2 separate regions of the Mus musculus genome follow, and region 2 is linked to region 1. A link is a contact called in public HiChIP or PLAC-seq data. All regions are on one chromosome and are shown on one strand. Each heading gives the region's core, a stretch centred on a gene start, on an enhancer-like site or on the middle of the called end of the contact. The rest is flanking DNA. Distances are from core to core; before and after follow the strand shown. Region 1 holds the start of Naa50 (N(alpha)-acetyltransferase 50, NatE catalytic subunit). Region 2 holds the start of Tagln3 (transgelin 3).

Evidence for each region. HiChIP or PLAC-seq counts read pairs in DNA pulled down with a chosen protein or histone mark.
Region 2: a contact with region 1 is called in an H3K4me3 HiChIP or PLAC-seq map of embryonic stem cells, with 5 read pairs. The contact joins the promoter of Tagln3 here to the promoter of Naa50 in region 1. A contact is called at or near these places in 1 of 39 promoter capture datasets (liver) and 2 of 115 datasets of contacts at active chromatin or transcription factors (embryonic stem cells and large pre-B cells).

Annotation. Positions count from the first base shown.
Region 1 is chr16:44,136,881-44,144,347 of GRCm38.p6, reverse strand. Naa50 (N(alpha)-acetyltransferase 50, NatE catalytic subunit) reads right to left here and starts at 4,557. Exons shown (of 5, transcript NM_001347239.1): 1 at 4,237-4,557. The coding sequence starts at 4,244. It overlaps Atp6v1a (ATPase, H+ transporting, lysosomal V1 subunit A), which reads left to right and starts at 5,089. Exons shown (of 15, transcript NM_007508.6): 1 at 5,089-5,386.
Region 2 is chr16:45,719,684-45,727,150 of GRCm38.p6, reverse strand. It overlaps Tagln3 (transgelin 3), which reads left to right and starts at 2,620. Exons shown (of 4, transcript NM_019754.3): 1 at 2,620-3,024; 2 at 4,054-4,228. The coding sequence starts at 2,845.

The DNA of each region.
Region 1 (7,467 bases), core at 3,308-5,807:
ACAACCATCCGTAACAAAATCTGATGCCCTCTTCTGGAGTGTCTGAAGACAGCTACAGTGTACTTACATTTAAAAAAAAAAGAATCAAGATTTCTACAGGATAAAGCAGCAAAGTAAAATTTAAGACAGGTAATAATTAGTTTGTTCTGACAAAGGCAATGACTTTGGAAAACAATGCTTCATAAAATAAGATTTTAACTGACAAAAGTTAGGTTGTAATAATCCAAAACTTGGCTACAAATTGTAATAAGAACTATGCAAATTATGATAAAGCAGAAAAAAAAACCCCATAGCCTCTTGGATGATTTTTGCATGTAGGGAAAATGTCTTTTTCTCACAGTGCCCCATGTATTCCAAGCTGGCATTAAATTTACTATGTAACCTTGAACTTGATACTTTGATCTCTATGTGCTGGGAGGGAATACAGTGTGCACCACCATATCCAGTTATTCAGTGTTGGGGTTTAATGCTTGCTAGGCAAGCATATTACCAACTGAATTTCATACTGATACTCACAGAAACCCCTATTCATTTATTCATTGATTGATTAGCTGCAGCTTTATTAAAAGTTGTCCACCATTTTAGGAAAGAAGAAATCACTATAGTAACAACCCCGCACTCACCAAAGTGGATACCTCTTCAATTAGAAGATACACTTAAAAAAAATCATGATTGTATATTTCAAAACTCTCAACACAGCAAAGGAGGCATCATAAGGTATTTGCTAAAATTTGGTTATCTGGCTGGGCAGTGGTGGCACACACTTTTAATAATCTCAGCACTTGGGAGGCAGGAGCAGGTAGATTTCTGAGTTCAAGGCCAGCCTAGTCTACAGAGTGAGTTCCAGGACAGCCAAGGCTACACAGAGAAACCGCATATCAGGGAGGGAAAAAAAAATAGATTGCTATCTCAATCAACAGACAACAAATTTCTGGTTTACACAAAAAGCAAAATATGACCTGCTGCTATTCAGTTTCTTCAAAAAGTTTTAATGGTATACAAGATATACTTTGTATCCAGGCTCAGTAGCAAACAGTAAGGGCAAAGGATGGATCTGAAGGTTTGGGGCCCCACCCTGATTGAGAAGAGACACAGATACAAATGTTGTTCTCTATTTTCTATGTAACAAACACCTAGATAAAGACACAGAAGACTTCCTGGGCTTGTTCCCAGTATACATAACGACTATTTTGTATTTATCAACAAAGCTTCATTTATAACTATAGAATCTTATGTTCCCCAGTTGGCCAAGTTTCAACAGCATTTTATTTTGCTCTGTATTTATATTATTCCTACCTACCTTTTCATCTTTACTTTGGTCCACTTAGCATTCATATTTTATTTAAAGGCATTTTTATTAAAACTAATTTGTACCTCTTTATTATAATTGAAGGATAAGTGCATTTAGTTGTATTTTCTATAACACTGACAACGAATTACAGGGCCAGTCATTGCTGTCTGTGGCATACTGAATATCATCACCCCCAGAGAGGAGTAACAGATAAAAAGTAATCAGCTAGGCTTTGGTGGCGTACGCCTTTAATCCCAGCATTTGGGAGGCAGAGGCAGGTGGATTTCTGAGTTTGAGGCTAGCCTGGTCTACAGAGTGAGTTCCAGGACAGCCAGGGCTACACAGAGAAACCCTGCCGGGGGGGGGGGGGGGGGGGGGGGGGGAAGAAATCAGCTTACCAACCACAAATTCAAGCCAAGTCTTTGGTCCATAAAAAAAAAAAAAAAGACCTCACTGGAAAGAGCAAATAGTCTAATAATGTAGTTCTCGTTTTTCTAGATATGCACATAAAAATACAGTAGTTATTAATTGCAAAATTATCTACTATGGAGATAAGGAAAATACATGATTTACAACTGGATATCCTGTTGCTATTACTAATAAGAATACTAAAGTAAAAAATATGAAATAAAAACATTTTTAAAAGTAAGCTTAAAAAGTTTCAATGCCCAAAATTTAAATCATAGGAGGGGGTGTTTCAGTTTTCTAAACTTCAGATTCATCTATTTAACTATGTTTGGTAAGCTCAATATACAATAAAACTTTAGCAAATAAAACTTCAAAGAAAATTCATGGAATAGAGTCTTTCCAATGAAGAGTCTGGAGACTGAATACAGAAGACATTTATACAAGTTCTGTATCTCAAGGACATTAACATCTTAATAAAACAAAACAACAAAGTAAAACTGCACTATACCCTGATCTCATTTTAGTATCTTAAAAGGAAGGAAAGGAAAATTTTAAGTCCCGTGCTTATTGGGAGTTAGTTAGGGAAAAATCAAATATACCTGTGAAATCATCTTAAAAGTTGTTTAGTCCAGAACCCAATTCTAAGCCCTCAACCCTAAAAAAATAAAACAATTTACTTAAGGAGTCTTAATTTTGAGCCTAACTACTGGCCTAAAATATGGATTCAACAATTCCAAGTTTGCCCAGTAACGCATTTCTAGGCATCTGCCTCCATCGTGTTACACTTAAATATCTATTTAAATACAAAGAGCCAGCTGGTGCTGGTGGCTCAAGCCCGTAATACTAGCAACTCAAAGGGCTGAGGGAGGCAAGAAGATTGTTGCCAAGTTCAGCGTCAGCCTGAGCAACTTAGTGAGACTCTACCTCAAAATAAAGTGCTGGGGACGTAGCTCAGTGGCAGAGTACTTGCAGAGCACCGAATACTTTGCTTCAATTCCAAGAACTCCAGTTAGTTAATAAAGTAGAATTGCTTCAAGAGTATACTAGATAAAAGTTCCAATAGACTGCCAACAGCACCACGGTGTGGTTCCATTTCTATTGTCAAGTATCAGAAAGACTAATCCTACACTTGAAATTGAACTAGACCCAATATTTTTAACCTAAACATCCAGAATAATTTCTTAGTCTTGTTATCTTCATTGCTTTTACTATAACAGAACATGACAAGTATGTTCTGAGTGTGTAGCAATGAGTAGAAAAAAATGACAGCATCAAAGTCGTACTCTACTAGAAAAATAAAACTTCCTAAAAATAACTGGATCATATTTTTAAAAATTACCAAGCATCCTGGATCATGGCTCAGGTGGAGCAAACATCCCCCCAAAAATGCCAAAAATAAAACCCAAAAAACACCGAATGAAAAACTAACATTTAAAGCAAACCAGAGTTTAGAAAAAATGTTTTCTATTTAGATTTAAAATCAAAACTTTCTCAGAATCATTTCAGAGGTATGGGACCTTCATTTTACACAGAACAAGCTTGTTTGGAGAAACGACTTACTTCGCTCTCCATAAAACGATGTTGAATAAACAACTAACTGAAACTGTAGTTATAATTTTCAGCTGACTTAGAAAGAAAAGACCGTTTAATATGTTTAAGCTTTCTTTTTTTTTCTTCTAATGACTGTAAGTAAAGGCAACCTCCAAAACTCGCGACGCTAAATACTGTAACAGTATATAAATCAATGGAAAGGAAATACTTCCTATCAAACGGGAACAGTTAAACCAAAATAACTTCTAATGTTACGGAAGATTTGCAAGATTAAACCTCAACTTTGCTAACGAAGAGCAAAAGCAGCAGCTCTCCTCCTTGCACTGGAGGGGGGGGGCAACACACACACACACACACACACACACACCACTGAAGCAATAGCTCCACCTACTGATCCATGGCTACTTCCTTAAACATTTTGGCACCCCAAAGTCTACACCGCTCCAGTTTATTCCCCCTCCCCTCCCGACCGCCCGCCTTCCTCCACTCGCTCTGACCCAACCCAAGTCCGTTGAGTCACTAGCTCCTAGCACTCATCCCCCGTGCTCTTTATTCCAATTCCTTTTCCCTCCAGAAGGTTCTGCACGGCCCACAAGTCTTAAGAAAACCCGCAACGTGTCAAAGCCCGCGGCCACAGCGCCGTTCCCGGATCTGGAGGAGCACCTTCAGGTGGCTCGGTGGTGCGCTCCCGGGAAGAGGCCCCCGGGCGCCTCATTCCTCCTCCCCGTGATCTCAGGCGGTGCACACACGTGAAACCGTGGACTCGCGCCCTTGCCTCCGTCGGCCCTTCAGCCCGCCAACAGCCGGCCTAGCCTCCGCCCCCCTCCGGGAGCCGCGGGACCGGGGAAGCCCGGCCATGACCCTCCGCCCGGGCTTCGCGCGCGTCTCTTCCCCGCAGCGCTCTCCCTGTCCATCGACCCACGCCCCTCTCCTGGGCCCCGGCCGCCGGGGTCCCCCCCACACCCCCGCCAGCTGCCCTTCCTCACCCTTTCATCTTCCCCGTCTGCTGAGGCCGTCGTTACAGCCGCCGCCAACGCCGTCGTCCTCGTCGCCCGGAGCTCTCCGCCCGCGCCCTGAGCTCAGACCACTCAACCCCACACGCCGGTCTTTTGGCTGAGAAGCCAAGCCAGGCCCTGAGGCTCCGGGAGACGCGGGGAAATCTGCCGCCGCGCTGCCGCCGCCGCCGCTCCTCCACACGTGCACTCGGGACACTCGGCTCCCGCCCGCAGCTGCCGCCAGCCAGACCCGCCGCCGCGCTGTGACCTTTCACCCCGCCCCTCAACGCGCCGGCGCGGCCGCCGCGTCGCGCGCAGGCGCAGTGCTCCGCGCCGCCAGGATTCCCCGCCCCCCGCTCTCCAGGGGCCGGGCCTACGGCCCGCTAGCTCCTCCCACCCTTTGCGACACTCTCTAGGGGATCTGGCTTGGTAGGCTCCGGCGGCAAAATCCGGATCTTTCCACCCTTCTCTCGCTTTCAAGCCAGCAGGATCAGCCTTTCCCGCCCCCCACCCCGATTCCTTTCTAGCCCTCCAGTGACCTTCAAACCCTCTGGCCGACTAATAGGGTTTTGTAAAACGGATTCTTCTCAATGTAAGAAAGCCCATGGGAACTTGCAGTAAATGTGTTTTAAATTCAAAAGGTAGTGATGGGTCCGGATAACTTGGCGATCCTCCAGCAGGCAAACCTCACAGGGTTTTTTTTTTTTTAAATCACGTGATAGGCTTAACGTCTTCCAGCCCAGGATTTTACTGGGGCCTTAGAGGCGGGACTCATGGCCATTTCCGGTCCCTAGAGCGTGACTTAGCGTCACTTCCTTAGCAATGCACTTTAACCCTTGCCATCCTCGTCTTCTGTACTGTAGTTTCTGTAACCCCCGTCATTGTAAAAAAAAAAAGAAAAAGAAAAGAAAAAGAAACTAACGCTTTTCTGAAGTCGCGGAACCATTCACATCCAAGGCGGTCCGCAAAGATTTAAGCCTGCGAGACGCGGCGTGACGGGCGAGGGGAAGCGGGGTGGGGCTTGAGGACACATGACTAGCTAGGACTGGCCCGCCTCCTGCAGCTGAAGACTTCCCCTCTCTCAGTGACAGAGCCTCTGGGTCCCGTCTAGGTACACTTTCTGCATTTCGAGCCCGGGCAGGTGAGGTGCGACAGGTAACTCGTGGCTGGTGGGGACGATTGACAGGGTGAGAGCAGATAGGGTGTGTGAATCGCGGCCTGCGGATGCTTGGGGCTCCCTTTCCGTTGTCCTCCTGCACGGGCGAGGAGCTCATTTCTGCTAGACCCCTGGCCCTTCACCATCACCGTGGTCCATTGACTAGGGATTATGATGCCCACCTTTTCCCTGGGTTGAGAGCGAGTACGGCCATTATGGTTCCCTATTTGGAGCCTTTGGGGCTGATTCAGGTGGTAGGATTGTGTTAGCTATTTCTTGGGGGTCTGCAACAACCGACGGATCCCATTCCCCTAAACTCCTTCCTTGGGAAAGGCCATGGCCCGGGTGATCCGGATGGTAGGAAAACCCCGGGAGGCAGAGGCGTCTCCGGTGAGACAGGCTTGGGAGGGGATGTCACTGAGATGGCCCTCACTGCAGAGTCACACTGAAGGGCTTTCCCCACAAATGTGCGTTCTCAGTGATCCTAAGGGTTTGCCGACATCCTTGCAGAGGTTCAGGGAGTCTTCAGATGAGACTGGAAGGGTAAGAGCGGGCCTTACACCTTTTTTTTCGGAGAGAAGGTGGTTGTACTCTCCTCAGAACAGGGTGTTGGTAATGCGACAGTCTCGGTTGGTTGGGAAGGTGATGAAAGGTGGTGTTGCCTTGTTGGGCTGGAGACCCAGACTAGCTTATGGGAAAGTGACGAGGTTTTCCCGAAGGGGAAGTAATTTTACGGAAACTGATCAGGCTGAAAACATCATTAATCCAAATCCATGTGTGTATAGTTTAAAGACTAGAAGATCGAGTCTAGACATTACTGACTTCATGTTTTCTGCCTGTGGGTCATTCCTTTTTGACATTTCTTTTAAGTCCTACATAATTGCCCTTCCCAGTCAGTTTAAAATTTGTGAAGTAATGCTTGTGCTCTTAATTCGCTTTTGCATTTGTTAAAAAATTCAAGTGACCCTTCTCAGACTTGAGAGTGCATAATATTTTGTGAAAATACAGAAATGGTTTTGCCTAGGGTTACCCAACCCTTTGTACTCCATTTTATGTGCACCGTAGTAGCCAATGTTTAAACCTCAAACAATGTACTTGACTGAAGGAATGTTCTTCAGTTTGGGGCTAAACTCTTTTATTTGTGCTACAAACTTAGAACGTTCCTTGTTTTGAAGCCGAAGGCCTTACAAAATCACAGATTTGACTTTTATAACCCAAATGATACATTTTCTTAGGGGAAATAAGATTTTCAGTTAAATCTTAGTTCTCTGCAATGTAATTGAGGAATCTGTTTTAAACTCTGCTGGGGGCTCGGGGATATGGTTCTTGCTTCCATGTAAGCTTGGTGTACTGGGTCCAACCCTCATACTAGAAAGAAAAAAAAATAGGAAAAAGATGGAATGATTATCTTACATTGATTGGTGCTCCCCCCCCCCCCTTTCCAGATTTTCTTATTTTTGAGAGCTAAAAGCTAAAACCTTAAACTCATAACGATTTAACAAGATAAAAAGACTGGCCTAAGCCAGTCGTAGTGGTGCATGCCTTTAATCCCAGCACTCGGGAGGCAGAGGCAGGCGGATTTCTGAGTTCGAGGCCAGCCTGGTCTACAAAGTGAGTTTCTGGACAGCCAGAGCTATATAGAGAAACCCTGTCTCAAAAAACCAAAACAAACAAACAAACAAAAAACAAAAAAGAAAGACTGGCCTATTTGATACTTTTTACTACAATATTGCCCAAGTGATTTTGCATTGCCCACATTACCGTTTGTGCTTGTGATCCAGACTAGACAATAGGAATTGATCTGTTTATATAACAAGCATAAATATAGATTCTTAAAGAGTTCATTCTTTTCATTGCTAATCATTATTCTGTGGTATGGATGGCACCACAGTTGGTTGAACCATTCACTTGTTGACACAAACCTTTTTGTTTGTGTCTGTGTTCCTGCACTTAGAGGCCAGAGGTGCCTTCCTCTGTTGCTCTCCTCACCTCAACCCCCCTTCTTTTGAGGTAGGTTCTCTCACTGAACCTGGACTCACTGATTCTGGGAGCCTAGCTGTCCATTA
Region 2 (7,467 bases), core at 1,371-3,870, 1.6 Mb before region 1:
GGGATTAAAGGTGTGCACCACCACTGCCTGGCCTGCTTCAACCTTCTAATTTTGAAATTACAGGCATGAACTGCACTGCTATGCCAGGTCCACACAAGGGTATTTTGTTATGCTTTTTGTTTATGTTTTTGGGTTATATTTGGTTGGGTTTGGATTTTTTGTCTTGCTTTTTGTTTTTGTTTTATTTATACACACACACACACACACACACACACACACACACACACACACACACACACACATATATATATATATATATATATATATATATATATATATATATATATATATATATATATATATATATAATTTGGATCCTCAATGTGGAATCTTCATATATGGAGGGCTAACTGACTCTTTTGAAGTTCTTTTTTTTAAAAAAGAAGAAATATGTTTTATGTTTATGTGTGTGCATCTTCATGAATTCATGTGCCCACGTGCTTTTAAGTGCCAGAGGAGACCAAAAAATGGCGTTGAATCCCAGGAACTAGAGTTTCTTGAGTTATGACAGAAATAGAATATAGAGACTACATCTAGAAAAATGCAGGCAAGTTTCTAAGGTAAATATATATTTTAGGGAGCATGATACTTCCCATTTTACCTTGTTTATACTGGTATATTCAGGGGTTTACTGAGAGGTTTGCTTTCTTCCATCAATTAATGAAGCTCACTGGGTCTTCATTCGTAGCCTTCAGCATCTCTTCGCAGCCCTTGACTCAGCCCATCCCTCTTACTCCAGGAGGTTGGTCCCTACGGTCCCTGCCATGACAGTGCTTTGCCTGTGCATTATTGATAGAATTTACTGCCTTGAAATCCTCTGCTGATGCTCCAATCTCTTTCTTTAAAGCACTTTTGAGTTTGAACTTGTTTTTATGGCATCATTTATTTATCCCCAAACAGCTCGGACTTGGTGCCTGAATTCCTCAGGGCCTCCGCCCTCCCCCCCACCCCCGCCCAACTTGTAATGTTAATTTTCCTTTAGTTCTGGCCTTGATGGTCTTTTCATGTTACTTGCTTGAGTAACGTCACCCAGGTTCATGGTTTTAACTCCTACCTACCAAGCAGATGACTCAAGTTTCTACCCATTAGATGATTCTCCTGAGCGCCAGACTTATAAAACAGTCGCCCAATGATCTCAGACAGTAGCAGGACCAACTTTTATTACCTCTGTCCTTTGTATACCACCCTACCTGTGAGTTCTTCTGCAGTAAAGTAGCACCACTATTAATTCAGCTACATCAGTCAGATGAGTGAGTCTCTTGCCTTTTATCCAGTGATGATCTGGTGGTTTTCTTTCTCCTGAAAATATTCGAATTCCCTTGCATGGCAAATTAGTGTGAGGTTGGTAAGTGCCTAATAACTGGCTTTTTACTGCTGGCACTTGCCACCATCCTTGGGATATGGATTCTCATCAGGACCAGATTCAAACTTCCGCTGTGGCATCTCTGAAAGCAATGTGGCGAAGAAAGCCCAGGACCATACAATTATACAGTGTTTATCTTCTGTAGAGACTTGAATACAAATATCTTCAAGAATATAAATTATTGGGAAGTGTAACAAAAATAAAGAGCAATTCATTTTGGATACTTCATCTTTGTCACTTTTACTTATGTAACCCAGTAACTAAAGATGACAGAATTTACAAACTGACCCTTAAAATTACTGAAAACTCTAACCTCAAACCCTTGCAAAGCAGTGTTTTATTACCTGGAGCCAGTCTGACGTTCCAGTCTCAGTTTACTTGCTGATTCTAAGACTTTTTCACCTTTTAAAAAAATACTAATTTAAAATATTTATTTTATATTCATGAACGTTTTACTTGCATGAATATCTGTGCACTGAATGCAACCTACCAAAACTTTTAGGGTACGGAGAGACTTCTGTTTAATTAGAAAATTTGTCTTATATATTTTATTTTAAAGTAACATTTATAAGACTTATCCCTTGAATAGAGCCAAACCAAGCCCAGAGGTTTTCTACGGGTTGGAAGTTTCTGGATGGAACTGCCTTGACAGCTTAAGTAAACGGTTGCAGCTTCCAGTGTCACCCCCATCCCGACCCCATCCTGTCCTGTAACAACTGTCCCTTCAGTGCAAGGTTAAAGTGGTTTGGCTATTCCTGGCAGATGGGCACTTAGCAGAATGGACCCTCCCAGAGGCCCAAGTCCCCTCAGGCAGCTGTGTGGGGCCTCAGATACAATGCTGGGTTTCCCAGAGGAGAAGAAAGGATTGTGCGGCAGAGAAAGAAGCTCCCAGCGGGAGGCAGGCGGTCTGGCCTGTCTAGGAGAGGGCTGGTTTTGGGGCGCTCTTAGCAACAGCCCTGGTTTGACCCTCCTTAGCCGTGAGAAAATCAAATCCAGGGCGCCTTGCTTCCAATCTCCTGCACCATCCGCGGCGTAATGTTGAGACATCCTTTCTCCCGCCTGTTAATTACCTGCTCTGGGCATCTCTAGCAAAGTGCTGCTGAGAGCGGAAGCAAGCAACCATCGCCCACCACCCACCGTCTGTCTGGGGGCTTATGCTCACGAATGAGTCCCATGTACATCATCCGGTCTGCCTGACAGGCAGGACTGAGAAAGGGGGGTTCCAGCCCCCCGTGGGCTGGCCAGGGCTTTATTCTAGAGTCCAGAGCGGCGCGTGGCTGCGCTTTTCTTTCCCGTTTGTAGGTGAAACCCCATTGGCTTCATTGGCTCCTTGATTTTAAACCACGCCCGGCTTTCTGCCCGCTTTGCTGCTGCTGGGTTCGGCCTCCCTGCCACATCCCAGCCGGGTTCTCAGGAAACCCGGGGGCTCCTGTGGCTGCTATTGTGTGGATGCCGCGTGTGTCCTCTCTTCTCTTCCAGAGATGGCTAACAGGGGTCCGAGCTATGGCTTAAGCCGAGAGGTGCAGGAGAAGATTGAGCAGAAGTATGACGCGGATCTGGAGAACAAGCTGGTGGACTGGATCATCCTGCAGTGTGCTGAGGATATAGAGCACCCGCCCCCGGGCAGGGCCCATTTTCAGAAATGGTTGATGGACGGGACGGTAAGGCGGGCAAGGATATTGGTTGTTGGGGCGCTGGGCAGGGAAACCCTGCTAGGGCCTTTTCTTTCCATGTGAGGCCCGGGGAGATCCCCTGTTGCCAAGGTCTGGGTCTCACCGGGAGAGATGAGCATGCCTTTATTTCTCCAGGGCTGGCTGCAATTCTGAGGGCTCTCTGCACAATTTCCTAGCTAGTTTAGAGGATTCTCCACCTATATGAGACTCAAGCTTCCTTCTGAGCTGTAAGCAAAACTGGAGCCCTTTTGATGTTTCCATTCAGAGTAGGGCTAAGCGCTGCTGCTGTGTGATCTCCTTAGCCTTCTTGGGCTGTTCTTACCCCCAAGGGAACCAGCTGGTTACACGGTGAAACAAAGGAAGGGGGTCAGGCTAGCCAACTTGTCATCCTCCATGGAAGCTGTATCCCTTGGAGGTGCTCAGGATCTCTTGAGCAGATGAGTTCCCCTGAACAGGAAGGGAATCCTTATGTGATAAGTGCCTTTCTGTCCAGATACTGTGTGTTTGGGTTCCAGGAGGACAGCTGAGCTAAGTCAAAGAAGCCCATCTTTTCTGGCAAGCTGTGATTTACTGTTACATAACTGCTATCCCACCTATTTGTTGGGCATCGTAGGGCTTGGCTTCTAAGAGTCTCTGAGAAGACCCAATTCAGTTCTTTGACGCATCACAAACTTAGATAGGATGAGTTAGTGAAAACAGCAGATCCCAGAGAGCAGATCAGAATCCTCCCGGTTCCCCGTGAGCCTCCAATGCATCCTCCATTAAGAATGGGAGATCATGTCCTCATCATCCAGGATTTTCAAGGAGGGAACTAGGTTCTGGCTGCAAGATTGTGGTCAGCTATTGTCTGTGAATGGGCTCCCTGGGGGTCTTCTGTGGTGTGGGTGTGTGTCTGTGTGTGTGTGTGTGTGTGTGTGTGTGTGTGTGTGTGTGTAGATGCACCACTCACTTCTGACCTGTGACATTTATTGCAAAGGGAAACACACTAACCCTCTGTCCCCCACACTCCCTTTTTAGGTCCTGTGCAAGCTGATAAACAGTTTATATCCACCAGGGCAAGAACCCATCCCCAAGATCTCAGAGTCAAAGATGGCTTTTAAGCAGATGGAGCAAATCTCTCAGTTCCTGAAAGCTGCCGAGGTCTATGGTGTCAGGACCACTGACATTTTTCAAACAGTGGATCTCTGGGAAGGTAAACTGCCCTCCTGGCTTTAGGTCTGTCTCCCCTGGACTCTTGTCCCAGTACCTCTTCTTTTCTCTGTCCTCTATTTGCAAAAGCCACTTACACAGGGATTCCCTGTGCTGCTTGGGGGAGGGGAAGTGTGTTCTCAGCTGTCATCCCAGGGACAGTGCTGGCCTTCCTGTTTGTGATGCTTTCTGGGTAGGGGTCCTGTCGTACAGAAGGACACATATTGAGGCTAGGGCAAGAACCTCAGCCAAGTAGTGGCTAAGTGTGATAGTGGAAGTGTCCACAGAGAAGAAGGGAACTGGCTACACGCATGTCTTTTCCTCTAGTCGGCCTTCCATCACAAATCACACTTAGTGGAAGAGAAAGGAGGCAGGAGTGAGTGAGTGTTCTCCTGACTCACCATCACTGGGGCTTACAGACAAAGCCATCTGGTGCTCCTCTGTCATTCAATCTGAGGGAGAAAAACAGCACTCCATCTTTCTGTTAAACAATTATCTAGAGAATGGTGACTGTATCTTCTAGATGAGTAGTCTGCTCAGGGAGACTACTAAATGACTTTTCACTCGCATTTGTGAATTGACTCAGTGAGAAGAATCTCACAAAGCTACTTAGATTGGATCTTATCTCTGGACATATATAGATAGCAATCCACCACTGTTGGGGAAAATGACGTGGAATGAAGATATTGCTGAAGGATTTGAGTGACCAATAGTCATAAGGCTTCAAGTCCCTTTTAGTGATAATGTGCATATTAATTCATATAGCCACGAGTAGGCCTGCCTGAGGCACAAAGAGACTAACTGTCTAACTGACAGATTGACTGACATGCTCATTGTCACTCACTGGCTGTCATCGCAGTGCAACCAACAGAATCTCCTAGATAGTGACCCAAATGGCTCTGCTGACAGTGACAGTGGAATAATGCAACTTTGATCAAAGTGTGGGTATTCTAAGGGTCATTACCTCAAGACTCTATTCACAGAGAGTTTTATGCATCTTCAATGGGTAAGTAGTTCTGACCTGAAGAGGCCAGGGGATTGATCTTGTATTTATTACTCAGAAACTCCAGTATCTGAAATGCTAGCCACTGCATTAAGTCCTCATAGATACCTTCCTCTAATTCTTCATGAGATGTCCTGATTGAGGCTTGGTTTCCAGGTCAAAATTATGGTGGTTTTCCACAGATAGTAACAGTTTCTTTTCCCTGATCTTCTCCATCACGAGCAGCCCAGAGATAAGAGCTTTTCTGGACAGGGTCACACAGTTCTTCTCACTGAACTATGAAGGAAATATTTTCAACCTCCCCATTCCACAGACAGTGACACCTGCCTGCCCCTGGTTATGTGTGTCTGCCAGAGAGCTCATAACCTCTCAGACCTGAGACTCCACCCTAGGTCCTAGTGCTAAAGCACAAGAGGGTACTCAACAGGCCACAGCGTTCTTCATCTATACCATGGATGAGCTGTTGAGTCACAGCAGTGACTAACTGTTGATGCCAGGGAGGCAGAGGAGGATGGAGGAGGAGGAGGAATCAAAGCTATGGGAAACCAATAGGGTGTTAGAGCAAATGAGAGGGTGAACAGTCTAATGCAGGGAGTATGTAAGAGGCAGGATGCTTGAGGTGTGTGGGGATGGGGTCTAGAGGTTGCCTTCCCATCTACATCACGGAAGGGCCAGCTTTGCTCCCTTTCCTGGTTACCCAAATACCATGGAGAGGAGCTTTAAGCTGTGGGAGGGAGGAGCAAACTCTATGGAGCTCTACACACCTGCCATAGCCTGTGTGTTAGATCCTCCTGGAGGAAGAAGAAAGCTACAATGCATAAATATGCCTGGAGCAACCTGAGATATCTCTCTGAATATGATAATGCTTCTAGATCAAGAGAGCAAGACAGACGATAAAAGCCATTCTTCTCTGTACCCTGCACCGTCCCCAGTGCAGGACAGGACTTTAAAGGAAATAAGGAGGATTTTTCTAAAGGTGCTGGGATTGGCAGGTCACAAAAACACTAGGTGAACAAAATGTAGGGATGGGCCAGAGACCTAAGAACAGGGAAGCAGACATGAGTGTCCTAATGACTTCCTGGAAGCCTCTGGGGTGGGGGTGGAAGGCTGAGATTTAAGAAGCTGGCTTAGACTTGATGTTTCCCAGGACCTTTGTCTGAAGCCCAGGCTAGAACTGTTTGCTGCGGAGTGTAGGAGCAGAAAGCAGGTTGCTTTGCACAGAGAAGTGGGTGGGAGATGGCATTGGTGGCATAGATCGTGGCCTGAGCATGTGAGGCTCTGGTCCCTCCTGCAGCAGTTGTTTGTATTGGAGGATGACTAAACTGTAATCACAGAGCAGGGCTGGCGTGTGTTTAGGTGACAGGTCTGTGTAAGGATGCATACACTCTATGTCACGTAGATATCAGTCATCAGACTAGCCATTTACATAGCTCATCACATTCTCTCTACAACTCTACTCCCCGACTGGGGATGAAATCCCGCCCTCCCATTTCAGTTACTACTGCTAATTCGGGATTCCCTGCACCACATTTGTGGCGGGTGGCTATGGTTGCTGTAAGCCCCCACCCCCTTTCCTAGTCATTGCTTTCTCCTCTGCGGGTACTTTATGCTTGGCTGCTCTCAGTACCCCATTTCCTTTGCTTGGCATGCGCTTCCTAAGTATGACTCTGTTTTCCCACTGTTGTCCAGTGCCTTTCCAAGCTGCTTCTGTATTGCTGACCAGTAAAGCGGCAGGGACCCAGGTTTGCCAAATGCCTTTTCGTTTGAGCTTCAATTACTCATGTAGGCAGGGCCCCAGAAGCACCCATCACCCAATACACTGTTTGGAAGAGACCTGGAGGGAATAAGGATACAAGATTCTTCCAAAAGAAACCCATGTGACAGCTTGATCATAGAGACAGATGATCAACTCAGACAAAAGGCTATTGGGGAAGGGCCAGAGTGACCATCATGTAGGGGTGTTGGGGAAAGGCAAGGACCATTGAAAAGAAGGGAAGGGAAGTGCAGAAATGTTCCTCTATGAGGAGAAAAAAGTAAGTGATCCAGCAGGTTTCTTTTACATTTGTCACAGATGCCTATAAAGGGCAGGGTGGGGCTGAATCAGCTGACTCAGAGGACAGTACACTCCAGGCAAGCCTGCAGAATCTTGGCTAGGAATACTAAAGGAGAAACTGGAGAAAGGGAGCAACAATGATTTACATGTGCATGTGTGTAAGAGGAAGAAACCACACGAGAGAAAG